Linked DNA regions of Mus musculus: all the other regions are linked to region 2. Evidence: chromatin contacts called from public promoter capture Hi-C data. All regions are on one chromosome and are shown on one strand. The core of a region is the stretch at or near the end of the contact, and the rest is flanking DNA. Distances in the headings are between cores, read along the strand shown. Region 1 holds the start of Nkd1 (naked cuticle 1). Region 2 holds the start of Adcy7 (adenylate cyclase 7). Region 3 holds the start of Cnep1r1 (CTD nuclear envelope phosphatase 1 regulatory subunit 1).

Region 1 (4,637 bases), core at 1,280-3,779, 230 kb before region 2:
GTTCGGCCTGTGTTGAGCTGCAAATGCATTTGTTCACGTGTCTAAATTGGATTGTTTTCATTGGTCCTTAAATAAATAAGTACATCACAAACTGAGAATGGTGGGGGAGGAAAAGTTTGCGGTCCTGCTGAAAGGCTCCAATGCAGTCCCCCCACCCCCACCTCAGACCAGTTTTGACCTTTCTACTAGGATAGCAGCTCCAGTCCCAGTCAGCAGCAAACTGGAAGGCCAGGAAGAGGAAGCCTGAGCCATGGAGTGGAAGGAGAGAAGTATCCAGAGAGAGAAGACATTTAACACACATGCACAGACAAACACACATGCCCCCTCCCTGCAATCATGCTGCCAGGTGCCAACACACACACACAGACTCTCACACACACTCACACACACACTCACACAGACTCTCACACACATTCACACACACATACATACTCACACACACACACTCACACATGCATACACACGCCACCTGTCTACAATAGTGCTGCCAGGTGCAATACACACATACTAACACACATGCATACACACATACACCCCTGTACACACACATACACACACACATCTGAAGACTCTACCACCCTCACCCAAAGAACAAGACCAAAGAACTAGCCAGACCTGAGGCTCAGTCTTTTCCCCCTCTAAGTTAAAAAAAAAAAAAAATTAAATGTCACATCAAAAAGTTGATTCATCCTTTGATCCTCAGCTTGCAAGAGTTCCACGCAGACCATCTGAAAGCCTCGTGCGGAGTTCTGGAGCTCACAGGACATCTGTGAACACCAGTCCCAGGCCAGGCGCAGGGGCTGGAGTCACTCACTCCCCCAACCCACTTGCTCCCACAGAACACCTCTAGCCTCAAGAACCCCCTGGGTGAAGAAAGAGGGTGCACCCAGACCACACTACAGAGAAGCCCCCTCCCTCTCAGGGCCACACTAAGGGGGCAGCCAGGTCTCAGTGCCTCCAAACTCTACACTCAGATGGCAGATGGCACTGATGAATGCCACAGACACAGTTGGAGGTAGCCACAGATCCTGGGCCAGCAGAGCCCTGCCCTCTACCCAGACACTCCTGTCTGCCTTTAGTCTTAACCCCTCCCTGTGGAAAAGCTGGCCACAAAAGCAAAGTAGAGGAGCCCCCCCAGCCCCCGACACACACACAGAAACACAGCATAGTTTCCCCACCCCACTGGACCTGTATCATCGCCTCCCTGGCACTTCCTCCCCAAGCAACCCTCTGTGCCCAGCTGGGCAGGAGACTGGTGCCCACTTGATCGACAAGGGTCCTCCAAAGCATAGGGCACAAGTAGGGCTAGTGGGGCACACAGTGGCTGAGAAGGGATTTTTGGACTTAGAACAATGTGCAAGCGGGATGCTAAAAGTTGGAGTAGGGGGAGATCCTCAGACTCTCCCCAAGGCTAAAAGGGGTGAAAGGATGGAACGGAGTGGGGGGCCATACCCGAGTGCCTCGACCAACAGTGCCTGCCAATCTCAGCTGACGGGGTCCTGAGACGCTGCCTGGACAGCGCTGCCTCCCGATCCACTCCTCGATGCCTTTCCTTGCCCAAGCAGCGCTTACAGCAAAGCTGTCACCTGAGGCGGGAAGAACACGAAGACATTGAGTCTGGGCCCCCCCGGCTGGCAAAAAGTTACCAGAGAGTGAAGGGAAGGAGACAAGGCGGCACAGCCCGGAGAGTAAAGACTTGGCAAGAGGGTCAAGCACCAGACGGAGCAGAATCCAAAAGAGCGAAATAGCCAAGGAAGGGGGCTCGGCGAGATCCTAAGTGCTAGGAGGATTCAGAGGGTGAAAGGGAGGAGGCAATATACCCTGACTGAAGGAGTTCGGGGATCAGAGAGGAAGGAGCGCGGGAGGCAGGGATTGCGAAGGAGAGAGATGAGGGTCAGCAGAGAGGGTGCAGTGAGACCAGAGACCAAGTTCTCCGGAGTAGGGGCTGGCGACTAGAGGAAGGCGCAAGATCTTGGGGAGCTGAAGGGAAGACGCCGCCGCCAAAGTGGAGGGGGTTAGGGTCAGCAGTGGGAGCACCGGGCTGTGGGGAACGGGTAGGAGGGACAGAGGGGCCCCAAAGAGCGCTCCCGGGGCGGGGCTGGGGGCTGAGGCAACCCTGGTAATGAGATCCAGCGGCAGGGCGGTCCGCGCCGCCTCCCTCGCGCCCCCCGGGCTGGTGGCCCGCACGCCTACCTTCCGGGCTCTCCCTGCGCTTGCACACGGCGGCTGCGGGCACATCGCGCGCGGCGGCGGCGGCGGGAGCCGGAAAGAAAGGAGAGGGAGAGTTAGCACCGGCGAGAGGACGCGGGGCCGCGGCCGGCGCGCAGGCGAGGACACTGACCCGGCTTCGAGTGAAGTTTCCCCATGCTGGGGCGCGGCGGCGGAGCGTCCTAAGCCATGCGTCCGGCCGCCGACCCCGCGCCAGCCTCGCTCGCCTCCTCCTCACAGTCCGCGCGCCGAGCGCAGCCTTAGGCGGCGCCGGGACGCGCTCCTGCCGCCGTCGCCGCGGCCGGACTGACGCCCGGGCGCGCCGAGCCCCCTGCCCGCCGCCGCGGCCCCGCGCCTCCCTGAGCGCCCATTGGCCGGCAGCGGCCCATCAAAGGCGAGGCGGACGCGGCGGGGCGGGTAGAGGCGGGGCCTGCGGGTAGGGGCTGGCCGATGGGCGGGACCACAGAGGGCGTGGCCTGTGGGCGGGGAGGGGTGGAGCCTCGATGGGGAGGGGCTTTGGGTGTGCTGGGCCCCAAGCCCCCCGTGCGAACCTCGGGGCCTGAGTCGGGACCGGGCGGAGGCTTTGGCCGCTGGGTGGTGGAACAGCGCTGCCCTCGCTGGTGACACTGAGACTTCCCTCTTCTCTGCATTTCCTCGAAGCTGCCAGAGTGGGACTGGATGGCTCGAGTTCACAGGTGGGGAAACTGAGGTTATAACTGGCGACCTCAGATGCCCTAGCATACGTGTCTACTGCTCTCCCATGGTGCTGTCCCTTCCCAGACTTACAGTGCTCAATCCCTGTTTTCAGCTGCCTGCCCTTTTCTTTGACTACTCTGGGTTTTGGGTTTGTTTGATTTTGTTTTTTGGGTTTTTCTTTTTTTTTTTTTTTTCCCATTTGGGAGTCCAGTAGAAATCAACTGGACACCTTGCTGGCTAGAGGGAGTTCAGGCCCACTCCTGTTAACAACAAGTGTACAGGAACCCCGAGCTGTCCCCTTGTCACTCGCAACTCTTCTTCGCCCATGGGCTCCTGAGTGCCCAACTGGGATCGGGGCGAGCTGCCAAGCTATGAGGCCAGGAGCGGTGAACCGCCGGATCTTTGATCTTTCTTAGTTTCCGTTTCCCCCTTCCCCCCTGCAGTTCTGCAGACCCCAAGGGCCTGTTTGTTTTGTCTGGGGAGGTCTCTGCAAAGGGGAAGGCGACTTAAAGGCTTCCACTATATACCTTTGTGGTCCTTAGAAGGACGTTCTCTGCTGTCCCCGCGCTAAGCTTATCCTGGTATCTGAGCCTGGGCATGGGAAAGAACCAGTTCTGCTCTTAGAGCTAGACTCACTGCTTCAGCCTCAGTTTTATGATCTGTACAATGGAGACTTAGTTCTCCTCATTTTTTTAAAACCTGCTCCCCTGTGCTGCGATACTCAATATAAACAGGTGACCTACAGTGGTTGGTCGTTTTTAGACTTACAAGTAAGCACTTTGTGGGAAGGGATCTGGGAGTCAATCCCAGAGCACTGCTTTGACAAGCCGGTGCTAGGCAAGCAAACACTGTGATTGAGCTATGTCCTGAGCCCTAGGCGCTACAATTTTTAAAAAGTTAAACAGGTGTGTCATCCAGATGGCTCAGCTGCTAAAGTTGCTTGCCACCAAGCCTGAGGATCTGAGTTCCATCCCCAGAGACCACATGGTGAAAGGAATGGCCAACCTGCTACAAAATTATCCCCTACACACACACCTCCACCAAAAAAAAAAAAAAAAAAAGTAAGTTTCACATTAAAAGTAAAGGGCAAAGTTGGTTTGACTCAAGATAGCAAAAATCACATCAATACTTAGTAAGATGTCACGTTCTTTGTTTTCCACTGTCTTTAAGGTCTGGTGTGCATATTACACTTGAAACACATCTCAAACAGAAGAGCCACACTGCAAGAGACCTTGGCATGTGGCTGGTGGCTGCTGTGCTGTGAAGTACGACTCTGAGCACCTCCTTGTCTCAGAGGACAAGGGAACCCGGAGCTGTGTGACCCTCTGAAATTCTTCATCCCTCTTCTTGCTTATATACCCTGTCTGGAGGAAATAAAAGCTAATCTAAGCACACCCCTAAATCTCATGTGGCATGCCTTTATCCAAGTATGGCTGGGACCTCACAAAACAGCAAAATAATACTGTTTCTTTGTTTGTTTTGAGTCAAGGACCTTCTACCAGGTTAGCCTGGAACTCACCACGTAGGCCAGGCTGATCTTGGAATCGAAGCGATGTTAGTGCTTTAGCCTCCCTGCAGACTGGGATTGTAGGTGTGAGCCACCACACTTGGACTGTTGTCAGCTGTGTATGCCACATCTTTAGTGCCTGTTGGATTTCTGTGCCCTCAATGAAGGCTTTTGTACTTGTAGAAAGGACAGATCCTGCTAGGTAGCCTCAGAGAAGTAGGGTTAC
Region 2 (4,568 bases), core at 1,615-4,114:
TGTCGCTTCCGGGAAACTTCCACAGGGCCAACGTCATGCCTGGTAGATGCACACTAAACCGAAACACACACACCCAACCCTGCCCCCTGCCAAAATCTTCTCTGGTCCTAACGGCTAAGTCTCAGTTCTTAGTCTTTCTATTGCCATATTGCCTGCGCAATTAAGAACAGTTTTAATTTTTAATTGAAAAAGTGACTCCTGGCTCTATTGGATATGGCTGCATGACTGCTCCATGCCTCAGTTTCCTCTTTTGGAAATGGAGAAGAACAGTCTGACCATAAGGTTTTGAGAGGGCTCCGTGGGGTCATGCAGACAAGATGTTGAGCCAGCACCTGGCACAGACTGAGGACATCTACATGACTGTTACGACACCAACAAAAAGGACCAGAGGTATGGAAAGAAGTGATCTGAAAGAAGCCCCTCCCCCAATCCTGTCTGAAGCCCACAGCTTCAGTGGCCCGGCTCCGGGAGGACAGAACACCACCTCAAGATGCCTTTGAGGGTACCAGGCAGCAGCAGAGCTGTTATCTTGGGTCTAGTCCAGCTGGGCCCGAAAGAAGGAGCCATACAGTGACTGCGGACCAGGCTGAGGATGCTGCTACGAGCAGGAGGAGCTGACAGGTGACATCCCAAACAGTGCTGGACATTGCCCTATGCCTCTCGGGCTTGCTGACAGACAGGAAGTGTTCTGTGGCCTCTGGACATGGCAAGGAGAAAAAGTGGTCTGCCTTCCTCAGAGCCGCCAGTGTGGGAAACAGGTTGGCTTTCCAGAAGCCACTGCTAACCTTGGCACACACCTCTGTCATCCTAGCCTACAGTCCAAAGCTGCCTGGAATGGCTGAGATTCAAACTCAGGCCTGCCTCACTCCAAGGTCCAGGTTAATATATTCTCTCTCATTCTGGCTGTCTCTCTCTCTCTCTCAATTTGATTTATTACTTTATTTTTAAAATCTATTTTTTACGCGATGCATATGGGTATTTGGCCTTCATGTAGTATGCACCATATGTATGCCTCCCCTGAGGAGGCCAGGAAAGGGCACCTGATATTCTAGAACTTGACCTACAGATGGTTGTGAGATGCCAGGTGGCTGCTGGGAATTGAATCTGGGTCCTCTGGAAGAGCAGCCAGTGCCCCTTACCACCTGAGCCATCTCTCTATCTCCAACTAGTTAATGTTATTTTATGTGTGCGTTTTGCCCGAGAATATATGTATGTGTACCATGGCATGTGGTGCCTTCATAGGTCAGGTGTCAGATCTCCTAGAATGGAGTTATAGATGGTTGTGAACCACCATGTGGGTGCTGGGAACCAAATGCAGGTCCTCTGCTAGAGCCAACAAGTGTTCCTAACCACTGAGCCATCTCTCCAGACCCCAGGCTCATTCTTACCTTTGCACCTGCATTCCTTGACGCACAGGACAGAGCAAGCTAGCCACACATCCACAGGGCCTTATCACGAGGAGTGCTGAGTCGTCTCTCCTCTCCCGTTTAAAGCCCCTATAATACATATGAACAAGTCAGCATTCAACAGCTGTGGGCCTCAACCCTCCTAACACTGCGACCCTTTAATACATACAGCTCCTCATGTCATGGTGACCCCCCAACCATAAAATTATTTTTACTGCTACTTCATAACTGTAATTCTGCTGCTGCTATGAATCATAATGTAAATATTTTTAGAGGTAGAGGCTTGCCAAAAAGGTTGTGACCCACAGGTTGAGAACCTCTGACTTACAGGAGACCCGCTACTGGTTAAGGGGCCTCTCTCTGCACTGCAATAATGAACTTCCTTTAGGAAATGCTAGCTTTGGAGTCTCCCAGACCCAGCTTAGAACTCCTCCCCCAGGAAGTCTCCCCAAGCCATGGTGACACCTCCCCCTTTCTGGCAGTCAGGGGCCCCACTACCAGGGTGGAGAGACCTAACAGGGACCAACCTGACTTTGCCCTCTTGGATGGTGGGAAGAGATGAGGTCAAGGCCCTGTGGCTCTCGTGGGCTCCACAGCTGTCTCCTGGGAGCTTCCAGGTAGAGACATCTTCTTCCCTGGGGAAAGGAGGCAAGAAGATAACTCCTAGTGCCAGAGTGTGACCATGTGCCTCAGTTTCCAGGCCACACTGGGCAGAGAACAAAATTCAAAAAACAGTTCAGCTCCACCTCCCTCTGCATAGCTCCAACGGCCCAGGCATTTCCTCGCCCTCTCCTGGCCTGGTCACTCCAGGGTTCCTGAGCTGTCCTGCTTTTCCAGCAAAGGACTGATAGGTAGAAGTGAGCAGCCTGCCCCACCAGAACCCAGTAGGCCACCTAGGGAGTCCAGCAAGGCCTCTGTCCCAACAGCAAGCTTGAGGCTACTACCCACCTCAGAAGTCTCAACAGCCCACACAGCAAGCACTCGCTGTAGAAAGGCCTCCCTAGCCCAAGGTCCTGAAGGACTCTCTTCCCAGGCTTCCTGAGAGCCCTATAAGGTCAATAGGACCTGTCTGTAACGGGGGAGGGACAGGCCTGAGAGGGAAAAGCCTTCAGGGAAAGCAACCCCTGTGTCACCTAAACCACTGTCTCACCTCCAAAGTTAGACCGGCCCTGGACTCAGAGGCCCTTTCCATAGCTATGTGAAGCATGGGTACCCTCCTTTGGTCTCCCCAAACTTCAGCCTTCCAGAGCTTAGGCTGTAGACTGGACACTAGAGGTTCACACATGGAGCCTTTGTCCCAGCAGGCCCTGCTCCTTAAACCCTGGCCTCCCTTGAGGACAATTTTCCAGGGACCCTTGTACCTGGCCAGAACACCAAGAACCCCAAACCCCTCGCTTACCCCAGCCCAAAACTCTCTCGGCAACTTCTTGGGTCTTCCTGGTGGCTGTGGGTTTTGACTGATTTTGCTTCCCCAAATAAGCCCCGCCCTTTCATCATTGAGTCTGAGTGGCCTGAAAATGCTGCCCATCACCCACCTCATAGCACATCCACTTAGCCAACTCCTCCAGGAAGACCACTTGGTCCCTCCCACCTGGCTTCCCCAGGGCTGCCCTAGCCTGTTACTGCGGGGGTGTAAGGTACCTCCTCACAGGCTGAGCACTGCTCAGCATCTTGCAGGGCAGGCGTGCAGATCCTATGCCACATTGCAATAGAGCCAGCACCCAGTGGGCAGTGTAGGCAGGCCCAAGTGTGGAGGATCCCATCTGACCTCCATAAAGCCACCCTCTAAGTCTACAAGTGCTAAAAGAACGAAGGGATCCACCGCAGCCCCATCACCAGTTCCTCTCTGGACTCCTGCCTTACACCAGGGTAAGGTGCTGAAGCCACAAGAAGCAAAATAACACAGGGTTCCTGTGCAACACATGTGGGGACAGGGGACCCACGTGACCAACTACTAAATGAGGAAAGGAAATGGGAGGGTGGACAAGGTGCCGCCTGTGCTCACAATGGAAAAACAGGAGAGCCTAGAGGTTCAGAGTGCAAGTTCTGAGCTCAGACACCTGGAAGGTGCTGTGTGGCCTAGCCACATTTAGTAACCTCTCTGGGCTTCAGCCTCCAGATACAAAGAATGAACTGGTAGTGGTACCTAACTATTAGGGGCTTCATACAAAAGGCAGCATACCATCAGCAGCACCATGACCTCGAAGGGTCATGCTAGCCTACTCTAAGCATGAGGTTTGCAGCCTAAGCAACCTTGACATACAAGGACCAGAAAGCTCTTCCCAGAGGTATCCATCTTCCTGCCTGCCCACCCCTGCCCACCACCAAGCAGTTCTTCCCCCTGACTCCCCTGGCAGGGAAAGGGATGCAGCCGTGCCCCATTCTGCCCCCCAGAGCCCCTTGGTATCCCCATGCATCTCCCTGGGGCATTTGGTATTTCAAAAGAGGCTGCCTCCCATTAGTTGGGGCCCCATGAGAGCATCACCTCCAGCCTCCTTCCCAGCCAGATGGGGTCCTGGAGATAGGTGTGGGGAGCAGGGGCGGGCTGCCTGTCCCAGCCTCCTGTGATTGATAGCAGGGCCGGCCAGCCTGCCATGGAAATGAACAGACTGAAGCCCAAAGGACAAGGTGACATTCTTAGAAAATGGTGGTACCCAAGTGGGGGCTCCCCTTTTCTGAGGAGAAGGGGAGGGGGACAATGGGGGGGTACTTGTAAGGGTGGGATTGGATCTAGAGGATGTGGGCTGTGATCAGGATGTAAAGTGAATTAAATAATAAATAAATAAATAAATAAATAAATAAATAAATAAATAAATAAATAAATAAAGGAGAGGGACAGACATGTCCACTGGATGGGTCCCGTGACCACCGGATGGGTCCCGAGCCCACATTCTCCTTGCTGAGGGAGAGATACTCGTGTGGTCAGGGCTGTGCCATCCCACAGCACTCATGGGGAAATGCATGCTGGCCTGATCGCTGCAGAGCCCAGTGGCCCTGGGTTGTCCCTCCTGTGCTTCAGAGCCCTGTGCTTCTCCCTGCTCAGCCTGGGGAGCTGATGTAAGTCATCAGTGACGTAAGTCAACTGACCCCAGGACATGAGACTAAGCCACTTCCAAGGTAGGTAGCTGGGCCTCAATAGGGCACTGAGGGCCAGATGACAAT
Region 3 (4,641 bases), core at 248-2,747, 180 kb after region 2:
CATAATTTTCTTAAGTACTTCTGTGTAATACGTTGTCAACAGCACTAAGTAATACATTTAAAAGTTGTCTAGCCAGGCTTGGTGGCTCACGCCTTTAATCCCAGCACTCAGGAGGCAGAGGCAGAGGCAGGTGGATTTCTGAGTTCGAGGCCAGCCTGGTCTACAGAGCGAGTTCCAGGACAGCCAGGGCTATACAGAGAAACCCTGTCTGGAAAAACAACAACAACAACAACAACAAAAAACAAAAACAAAAACAAAAAAAGTTGTCTAAACTCAGAAATCTTATAGCTTAGTAAAACAAGGATTTACTAGTCAAAAGTTTTAAAGAAAGGGAGTCGTTCCTACTTAGGAATAAAGCTATCAACCACACTTTATTTTCCCTTAGAAAGCATTCAGCAACTTACTTCTCCAACGTCCAGTGGCAGGTTGCAAGCAATGAATATATTCAGTAAGTCTTCTTTCGAAAGCCTTGAGATCTAGGTAAAGAGAATTCAGTTCTCTATCTGCTCTTTCTAGTCCGAAATGAAATTTGATAAAATGAAATTTTAGATCGACAAACTCCAACAGGTCTTGCACATCAAATTACTTGTGTCACGCACCGTTTGCTTATATAATAACAATTTTAAGTACACAACAAAAACATCATTTTTCGTTCATCCCAATTTCTGGAAACCAGTTGGTCTACTTTTAGAAGCTTGAAAACTGGTATGCTGGAAGACCAGCAGCAACTTCAGCCAAGAGTCAAAAGCTAAAACTGGGGGGTGCGGTGGAGGGTGTTTACAAATAAATGGACCAAACTCCAGCTTAATTCTAATTCTGTGGAACCAAGAACTTCCTGTTGAAACATCAAAATCCATGAGGTCTAATTGACTGCAATTATCCGATTCCGGCCCTAGCTCTTATCATTAATTGATGGCTATGTAGTATGGGCTTACTAGACTTCCATACACAGATAACGGGCTGTACAAACATACTCCCTTATCCTCCTAGGAATGGGTCGCCGGTGAACGTCCGGCCAGCAGCAGCGCCTACGCCTTGTGCTGTGGCAGAGCGTACCTCTGAATGAAGTAGGGTGTTATTCCCACAGAGGTGTTTTTTAAAAAATCAAAATAAAACAAAACTTTGAAAGGCCAAGAGTACATCTAAATTCCGGCAATTACAGAAGCCAAGGAAGAAATTAGGGTTACGGTTCGTTAGGTTGTCAAACAGAAAATGAATTCGCACTCTATAACTCGCAAGGGCTCGTCACTGAGACGGGGGGGCCCCCGAGCCCCTGCGGGGGGGGAAGGCGGCACCCCTCGGCGGCCGTGCGCCCCGCGTCCCCGCCACGCCGCCCTCGCGACCTCCTCAGCCTCGGGACGGGACCCGGCGGAAGACACACTCTACCTTCCGCTTGTTCCAGCGAGTTCATGTCGGGCGGCAGCTCCGGTCACCGCCACGGCCCGGTCCTCATCGCAGCCCGCCCTCCCCGCCCCGCCGACAGCGCCAACTCCCACCTCTAACCGCTCCCTTCAGCCCCTCCGTTTGGCACCGCCCATTTTCTAGAAACGTTGAGTTTATTGGGTAGCTCATCCAGACCCCTCAACTAAACTAGTTTTCTATTGGCTAATTTCAGCAAACGCCTTCGGGAACCCAGCGCTAGATGTTCAACTGGAAGGGCCGAGAATAGCGAGCAGCTAGGCTGATATAGCCATGGCGCCGCCTCCTGCCTCGGGGAGGAACTGAATTCTGTCCAAGCATACTTTATTTTTAAGCTTGGTTGCTTTCTTAGTTCTTAAAACAATGATTGAGCGCCCACTAACTTCTGGGCAGTATTTTGGTTGCTAAGGAGAGACCACCAATCTATCCCTGCCCTCAAGGAACTAAAGAGAAACTGAGATATGTTCAGCAGTAAGTACTAGAAGCGCCCCCAAGCAGATTTCCTTGATTTTGATTTCTCTTCTTTAGATATCCAATTCCTTAAGGAAGGATTTCTTTCTTGGTTATTTTCTCCTCATGTCGTCCAATATAGTCATAAAGAATGCACAAAGTGCCGGGCGGTGGTGGCGCATACCTTTAATCCCAGCACTTGGGAGGCAGAGGCAGGTGGATTTCTGAGTTCGAAGCTAGCCTGGTCTACAGAGTGAGTTCCAGGACAGCCAGGGCTAAGAGAAACCCTGTCTCGAAAAACAAACAAACAAAAAAAAAAAAACCAAAAAAACAAAAACAAAAACCAAAAAACAACAACAAAAAACAAAACAAAACAAAAAAAGAATGCACAAAGTATGTCTTTGTAAGTATAACAAAAATATGTACAGGGTTAGCAAAATTAACATTTGATTAAAATGACCTGTTATTTCTGTTTATTTCCTGGTGGTCATTGATTCATTCAAGAGGTATTTATTGCATGACATGCTACGCATTGTATTTGTCCCATATTACATTATATTTATGACCACGGTAGATAAGATTGCATTCCTCACAGTGAAAGGTTTCAGGGAGCAATAAACATAAAAGTAGGCAACTGATTTCAGATAACAGTAGCTCTATGGAAAAAGCAACCAATATTAAAGACAGGAGGAAGGAGGTCCAGAAGTGTTGCAAGGAAGTTTGAGCTGAGAGGCCCAAGAAGACGGAAAGGATCCAGCCACACAGATCAGGGCTGAGAAGGTCTTTGAGCAACACCGCCATGTTCCCAAAATTGATACATTGTGTGTTTTACTAATCAACCTTTGCCCTAACTCACTTATCAGCTCCTGACTCCTTTGTTTTATAGACTCCTCTACCCTAGTAGCACTTTCTAAACTTTCCCATTAAGGAGCCTTCTCTGGTCCAAACCCTTTACATGCATTATCTCATTTAAACTTTTACGATGACTTGTTTGTTTTAGAGATGGAGTTTTTCTCTGTAGATTAAGCTGGTCATGAACTTGCTACAAAGGTCCATTCTGGCTTCAAACTTGCAGTCCTCCTGCTTAAGCCTTTCAAGTATTCAGGTGTGAGTTGCCAAGCCTGACTTAAAGATGTGTGTGTGTGTGTGTGTGTGTGTGTGTGTTATGTTTTTTTCCAAACAAGGTTTCTCTGTATAGCAACCTTGACTGTCCTGGAACTCACTTTGTAGAGTAAGCTAGCCTAGAACTCAGAGACCTACCTGCAGTGCTGGGATTAAAAGCATGGTACCATCATGCCCAGCTTCGAGATGAATTTTTAATGTTATGGATCAAAACCTATGAGTTATAAAATATACTTATTAGATGATGACATCTTGATGTTTTGAGCCAGGGTCAGACATATTCCTGGCTGTTTTGTAACTCTCTATGTTGACCAGGTAGGTTTTGAGTTCACAGAGATTTTCTTGCCTTTGCTGGGATTAAAGGAATGCTACACTACACCCTTGCCCATAGCCATTACTTTTTTTTTTTTTTTTTTTTTTTTTTTTGAGACAGGGTTTCTCTGTGTAGCCCTGGCTGTCCTGGAACTCAGAAATCCACCTGCCTCTGCCTCCCAAGTGCTTAAAGTAATTAAAGGCGTGCGCCACCACCACCCGGCGCCATTTCTTTTAAGAACAGAGGCAGCTGAGTGTGGTGGTACAAACGTTAAGTCCCAGCACTCAGGAGGCAGAGGCAGGCAGATTTACCCAGGGAGCTCCAGGCTAGCAAGACTACACAGTGAACTCTGTCTTTTTGGTTTTTGTTTTTTCTTCAAGACAGGGTTTCTCTGTGTAGCCTTGGCTGTCTAGAATCTTGCTCTATAGATCAGACTGGTCCAGATCTGTCCCCCAACCCCCTGCTATCCGACTTTTGCACATCCCATACCTCCTCCCCACCCCTCACTGGCTGTTCTTGCAAAGGACCCAGGTTCAATTCCCAGCACTCACATGGCGGCTAATAAGTGTCTGTAACTCCAAATCCAGGCGTCTAATGCCGTCTTCTGTCCTTGAAAGGTACCAGGCACACAAGTGGTTTAAAAACTTATATTCTAAAAAACTCCTGGAACAACTAGAAGTGGATAAATTCCTAGACACTTATAATCTACAAAAATTAAAACCATACAAATAATTTAAATAGATCCATAACAAGCAAGGAGATGGAAGCAGTAATCAAAAGTCTCCCTGCATGGAAAAGGCCGTGACCACAGGAGTTCACGGCCAAATTGTACCGAACCTTTAAAGAAGATCTAACAACGAACGAAGCTCCTCAAACGGTTTCATGAGCCAGGAATGAAAGGAAGCCTCCCAGCCACATTCTGTAGAGCCACGATACCCAAGTGCATGCTCCATAACGCAGGAATGGAAAGAACCCTCCCAAACGCACCCTACAGGGCCGGCATTACCATAATACCCGACATATAAGGACATGACAAAGAAGAAAATGATAGAGCTGTTTCCTTAATGAATTCAGGCATGACAATTCTCAGTAAGATCCTGGCAAACCAAATTCAAGACACCAAGTTGGTTTCATTCCAGAGATGCAGCGATACTCTGACGTACAATAGTCAAGTCAGTAAGTGTAAGTTGGCACATAAATCTTATTCAGGACAGAAAAAAAAAAAAAACAAAACATGTTCAAGTTAGTCATGATGGTGCACATGTTTGATCACAGCACTTGGTGGATGCAGGAGAATCTGGAGTTTAATGATATCTTCAACTATATAGACAATGTGA

What was found. Promoter capture Hi-C pulls out the DNA fragments that hold promoters and counts their contacts. Capture Hi-C pulls out chosen DNA fragments and counts their contacts.
Region 1: a promoter capture Hi-C map of adipose tissue shows a contact between it and region 2. The contact joins the promoter of Nkd1 here to the promoter of Adcy7 in region 2. A contact is called at or near these places in 2 of 39 promoter capture datasets (hippocampal neurons and neural stem cells), 1 of 484 Hi-C or Micro-C datasets (nephron progenitors) and 3 of 9 other capture datasets (adipose tissue, embryonic stem cells and pancreatic islet).
Region 3: a contact with region 2 is called in a promoter capture Hi-C map of fetal liver, with 2.4 times the contacts expected there. The contact joins the promoter of Cnep1r1 here to the promoter of Adcy7 in region 2. A contact is called at or near these places in 3 of 39 promoter capture datasets (fetal liver, macrophages and pre-B cells), 1 of 115 datasets of contacts at active chromatin or transcription factors (effector CD8 T cells) and 3 of 9 other capture datasets (adipose tissue, liver and pancreatic islet).

Annotation. Positions count from the first base shown.
Region 1 is chr8:88,519,236-88,523,872 of GRCm38.p6, reverse strand. Nkd1 (naked cuticle 1) reads right to left here and starts at 2,529. Exons shown (of 10, transcript NM_027280.3): 1 at 2,342-2,529; 2 at 2,194-2,226; 3 at 1,453-1,586. The coding sequence starts at 2,366. It overlaps Gm35162 (predicted gene, 35162), which reads left to right and starts at 2,752. Exons shown (of 2, transcript NR_168470.1): 1 at 2,752-2,903; 2 at 4,075-4,302. Gm35076 (a long non-coding RNA gene) reads right to left here. Exons shown (of 5, transcript XR_879058.3): 5 at 4,328-4,637.
Region 2 is chr8:88,292,500-88,297,067 of GRCm38.p6, reverse strand. Adcy7 (adenylate cyclase 7) reads right to left here and starts at 2,864. Exons shown (of 28, transcript NM_001037724.4): 1 at 2,806-2,864; 2 at 1,934-2,041; 3 at 1,389-1,496.
Region 3 is chr8:88,115,615-88,120,255 of GRCm38.p6, reverse strand. Cnep1r1 (CTD nuclear envelope phosphatase 1 regulatory subunit 1) reads right to left here and starts at 1,497. Exons shown (of 6, transcript NM_029074.3): 1 at 1,387-1,497; 2 at 405-476. The coding sequence starts at 1,411. Gm2716 (predicted gene 2716) reads left to right here and starts at 1,649. Exons shown (of 8, transcript NR_151771.1): 1 at 1,649-1,890.